Linked DNA regions of Anser cygnoides: region 1 is linked to region 2. Evidence: chromatin contacts called from public Hi-C data. All regions are on one chromosome and are shown on one strand. Each heading gives the region's core, a stretch centred on a gene start, on an enhancer-like site or on the middle of the called end of the contact. The rest is flanking DNA. Distances are from core to core; before and after follow the strand shown. Region 1 overlaps LOC106045735 (a long non-coding RNA gene). Region 2 holds the start of DUSP12 (dual specificity phosphatase 12).

Region 1 (2,700 bases), core at 157-2,656, 34 kb after region 2:
GATCAGAGCCGAGGAGTCTCCTGGTGAGTTCATTCTTCAAACGCTTGGGTGGGCTGCTTCTCGTTAGGGCTTGTTACGGTGCCAAGAGAAAAGACTTTCTCTCTGGCTTTGTGCGCACATGCCTCTACTGCCGTCTGGGAGCTGCTCCTCTCTTGGGATTTGCCAGGCACAGCAAACCCTGTGCTGTTCAGACTCTGCAGGGTGCTGGGAGCTTGAAATGGAGGGTGTGGAGCAGCGTGAGCTCCCAGAGGTGCAGTAATGCCATGGGCATGGCCCCATCACTCCCACAAGGGGCAGCTCGTGGACCCTCTGGCATGTCAGAGGGTGCTTGATGGATCCAGGGGGCTCCTAAACAGCTTTGTTCCTCCCCACCAAAAATGATCAAACCCAAACCTTGAGAAGTGTCTGGAGTCAGCATGCTTAATTTAATGACGATGGATTCAGACTACACCAAGCCGTGCTGTGGCATGGGATGCCGCTGGAGTGGTCTGCTGCCCATGTTGTCCTTGCTTGGTGCTCCAGAGCTGCAGCGTATTTCCGTGGGACAGCCGATGAGCATTGCTTCGGGCAGTGCGTGTGCCCAAGTCCAGGCTAATGAAGGAGTCCTTCATTAAGGAGAAAACCTTGCTACCGGCTCTGCAATGTAATATTTTCCACAGGTCTAAGGACTGTTTCTAGTTCTAATGCTCACTGCCCACATGGATTAGTAAAATAACTTGCATCCAACAGCAAACACCAAGCAATACCTTTCCAGCCCCGCTGTTGGGTCTGTCACACTTTGAGTCCCCTTGGAAATGTGCCACCAGAGGATGGGGTAGGAGGGGATTTCGCAGGGGGCAACCCCAGAGTCTGTTTTTAGTCACTGGATTCGAAAGCTCACTGCGAGTTGTCAAATATTTCCTTCACCGTTGCTTCTGTAATGACTATTTAACTGGTTTTGCTTGCTGATGATAACAATGATGATCACGGAGCATAGAGTGAAACATTTAAATGTGATGCAGCAGAGAATTTGCCTAGCTGCATCAGTGGCTCCGGAAATGTCTGAAAGGGCATCTTGCTCAGGGCCACTCCATCTGCATAAATCCCCCCATCTTCTCTGTGTACTGAGTGCCCATCCTGTACCCCTGGGCTTAGCTGTCCCCGGCGGGCACATAAATCCTGCTGATGGCTGCTACCACGCTAGCCAGACTGCAGAACATTTCTATGTGTTTTGCTTTGGGGTTGTAAACTGTTGGGTTGTACTTTTTATTTTATTTATATTTAAATTCCCGGATCAGTCCGTTGAAAATGCTTCATTATACCGCTATAACAAAGTTAAGTTCAAAGAGATTCTCAAGTGCAAACAAACGTTTCTGAAACAGGACAAGCAGTATTTCCCTCTAATGTAACTATTTAATTTGGCTCTGCCAATACAGCTGTCCTACCATTACAGTAAAACATGTTTGCGTTTTTGAAATCCAGGTCTACAATGCTCTTGTCTGTTCTTGTAACAGAGCAGCTCTTCTGCTCAGCGGTCTTTCTTATGTCTCTACACTTCTAAAACTTCTTAATTTGTGTAACGTTACCATCCTGCCCGTGCTGTTAATCACCAGCTGGTCTTTGCTCAGTAACTTTTCACCAGGTTCACCTTTCATACCACGTGCAAGGCCTTCTGGAGGCATTTTGATAACAAGCCAGAGAGGCTTTTTCCTGCGAGCTCAGAATGACACTGAAAGGCATTTTTAGGAGCTTTCTGAAGTTCTCTGGGAACAGAAAGCAATGCAGAGCATGACCAGGGAGATCTGGAGAGCTGCAGCTATGCCCAGCAGTTTTCTGTTAGTTTTCCCCCCCCTGCAGACTCAAAGGTTTTGATGGACTGGTCTCATTACAGGCTGATAGCAACAGATTCAAGTGGCCTTGGGGTCTGATTTTTTTTTTTTCCTCTGCTCTTCTGTGCTTGGGTTAGCACTTGCCAGGCTGGCTCAGTTATTCTCTTTTGGGATCTCCTGTTTAGTGGCTTATCTCTGGGCCCCTGCAGCTTACTGGGGGTGTCATGAAGACTTTTAGGAACTCCTGAATCCACACAGGATGTATGAGACTGAGAGCAGAGTCTGGTTATGCTGAGCCTGTTGTTACTGCTGGCTGCTAAAGAGAAGAAGAGGTCCATTCACTATGAACCCACCTGCCCTGAATGGTTCCTTTGCCATTTCCCATGTTCAGTCCAGCAGGTACATGGTAGCCAGCAGTCAGACCAGCTCACTGCTCCAGTAGAAACTCACCTCACCAAGATCCAGTGAAGAGTTTACCATTGGATCAGTGAGCTGGAGAATCAGCAGAGCTAACAAATGCCAGGCAGGCATTTCCTTTTCTTGCAGTACAAATTCAGTCAAGGGGCCACAATGCACCTTCCCTGTTCTCGTGACAGAATTTGTTAGCCTTCAGCAAGCAAAGACACCTTTGAAATGCCCTTCCTGGGCAGACAGGGTAACATCTTGCTTGTGAATAAGCAAACCTATTCAGATCATGTAAATACGGCTTCTTCTGCCAAAGTATTAGCAATGGCTAAAGTGTGTCCAAGTCGCTATGTGAGCCAACTGCTGATATTAACCTTTTAAACCATGTAAGTTACGTGCTCTTTTGTTGTTGCAAACATTCTGGTGGGGATGAGGAATAGAGCTTGTAACTACTTCTTTCTAGGAAATAAACATGGTAAACCCAATG
Region 2 (2,700 bases), core at 38-2,537:
ACATGAGATCTTCCTGATGCACAGCTAGTTAAAGACAGTCACAAACCACAGCAACACAGTTCAGAAACCACAGATGGGGGCACATGACTTAAAACTGCTAACAACGGTAACTTAAAGTAACCACACATCAGAAAGACCCACCCGGATGCCTGGTGCGGTCCGTGGGGCAAAAAAGCAGAGAGCAGAAAAACCGTATGATGCTGTGATCACCCGGCATCAGCCACCCAGGCCTTTGGGAGACCACAGCGGCAAGTTTCACCTCCAGCTCGAGCGCCACTGGCAGGGGCGGCGCTCCCACAGCCCCCCCGGCTCCCCCACTCACCGGGGTACCTCTCCCTGAGCATCTGCAGGCGGTACCGCTTGTACAGGGCGCTGCCGCTGTCCACCGTGCAGCCCATGGCCTCGTAGAGCTTCAGCTGCCCCTGGAAGCCCGGGTTCACCCTGCGGTGAGAGAGAGGGGCGCGGGCTGAGGCCGGGCGGGGGGCAGCGCCCCTCACTCCGCCCTTACGGCCGGGCACTCACTCGGCATCGGGCTTGGCAGCCCTGACAGCAGCGTACGCCTCCTCCCAGCCGAGCCCCTGCGTCTTCATGAGGTAGGCGGTCACCACGGCCACGCTGCGGCTCACCCCGGCCTGGCTGCAAGGGAAGGCGCGGGACGAGGCGAGGCCGGCCCTCGGCGCCGCCCGGGGCTGCCAGCCCCGCCGCCGAGCCCCCGGCCCCGGCCCTCACCAGCGGACGAGGGCGGCCCCGCCGCCCGCCCGCGCCGCGCCGATGAAGGCGGCGCACTCGTCCAGGCGGCTCAGCAGGTCGGCGCCGGGCTCGTCCCGCGCACGGACGTGCAGGGTCCGCACCCCCGGCACCGCCGGCGGCTCCTCCGCGTCCACTGTGAGCACCGCCACCACCCCCGCGGCCGCCAGCGACGCCGGGGACGAGCACGACTCCGCGCCGCCCACGTAGAGCCCCGCCGACACCGCCACCATGCCGCCGACATCGGGCTCCCCCGCAGCGCCCGCCATGGCCGCGGCCCGGCGCCGCCCACAAGATGGCGGCATCCGCCGGCGGCCGCCCACAAAATGGCGGAGGGGGGCGGGGTGGGGCCTGTGCGGGTGTGTGAGGGGCGGCTGGCAGCTGTCGGAGACCGCGGCGCGCTTCGGTGTTTGGCTGTGGTTCTTTTTGCCGTGGTGGTAGCGTAAATGGTCTCCGTATGCCTAGGATGGTTTCTGATAAAGAAGGCATGCACAGAGTTTGGTAGAGGTTTTCCACAGATAGCATTTTCCCTTTCTGCCCAAAGGGGTTTTGGCACAGAGTGGCATTGGGAAGCATAGGAGGCACTCCTTCTTCTACCCCAGGTCCCCCCCCCCCCCCCCTTTTTTTAAACCTGTATTTATAAGGCGTTGTAAGGCGAGAAGTAGTAAATGGCACATGTTCAGTGCTGCCAGCCTTTCAAGTGCTACGATGAGGCTGTGAACATTCCAGCTCTGGAATTCCAGTTACAGAGAAAACCATGAAAGCATCAAGTATTGTGGTCTTACAAATACTCAGAAAACAGGCATCATTAATAAAACTCCTGATACATTGCTGAAACAATGGGGTCTGAGTGGACAAACGGATTAAAGGTGAGATCAGTCACTGCAGGAAAGCCTAGCACCTACACTTTTTAAGATTTCTGCTATCCTGCCTCAAAGTAGTCCTGTGATATAACCATTACATTCAGTGAGGAAAGGAGACCTGGAGGAGTATTTATCTAGGAAGCCTCTGGAACCAACACTGGTATGTAGGTTTGTGTTTGTGAATTGCTGGCTTGGAGATTAAAACAAACCGTAGGGCTGTGAGGGCCCTTCATTCCCTGTGCGTTACTTTTGTAGGGCACTCACAGTGAGCAGGGTTCTTTATCTGAGCTGAGTTCTTCTACAGGAAATCAGCCACAGAGAAAATCTGCTGGGAAACAAAATCAGTGCACTTGTAAAATCTGTTACACAATCACATCCACATAAGCAGGAGTAAAATTGACTTACAGAATAAAACTACCAGCAGTTAGCTTTAACTCTTTCTAGACTGAGGCTTCTCATTCGGGACTCAAACTATAAGCACCTTTTTACTGTCACAGATTTTGCATTCCTGTAAACATTTTTGTTACACACCTTATGGACTGAATATGCTTCTCACTGTAACCTAAAACTGAATCCAGACCAAGTAATTCCTCATGGGCCTTGCATAAAACCTCTGAGTAGCTTCTTGCCACTAAAAATCAAACGCCTGTCCCAGCTTGAAACCTGTCACGCTTATCTGTTTTGTGCTGGTTCTCATGCAACAAGTAGATTTTAAACTGCAAGAGAGTTCTAACTAACTCCAGATTTCTGTTCTGATCTCTTACTGTTAACCAGGCCATGACTTGCATTTGGTGCTGAAATCTGATACAGTGTAGACAGAGGCAACATGTCTTCCTTGATTCCAAGATTTATTGCAAGTTAAGCCATGGAAGATTATGGAGCAATGCAGAAATCTTGGTGCAGCTACTTTTTTCTGCCCTGCATAGGGTTCAGACCTGCCGTATGATGAAAGGAGACAGAGCACTCACTTTTACTCCCACAGAGGAAGATGCACTGTCTTAGCAGAACACCTGTGGAAAACATTACCATGCAACACATCTACAGCCTTAACCTTTCCTTATCTCAAAAGATCCCGATACTTTACTTCCTC

What was found. A called contact is a pair of places that touch in the nucleus more often than the background predicts.
Region 1: a Hi-C map of liver shows a contact between it and region 2, with 1.6 times the contacts expected there. The contact joins the enhancer-like site here to the promoter of DUSP12 in region 2. A contact is called at or near these places in 2 of 7 Hi-C or Micro-C datasets (both in liver).

The regions. Positions count from the first base shown.
Region 1 is chr1:100,730,320-100,733,019 of Taihu_goose_T2T_genome, forward strand. It overlaps LOC106045735 (a long non-coding RNA gene), which reads left to right. Exons shown (of 3, transcript XR_010834343.1): 3 at 2,677-2,700. Among named protein-coding and RNA genes, the nearest start is that of TENT5C, 27 kb to the left of the region's middle. Within about 2 kb of position 1,407, at least 1 of the 3 cell types and tissues checked has open chromatin away from gene starts, as enhancers often do. A contact at or near this core is called in liver, where this site is marked.
Region 2 is chr1:100,696,862-100,699,561 of Taihu_goose_T2T_genome, forward strand. DUSP12 (dual specificity phosphatase 12) reads right to left here and starts at 1,288. Exons shown (of 6, transcript XM_066990420.1): 1 at 730-1,288; 2 at 523-636; 3 at 323-422. The coding sequence starts at 1,272.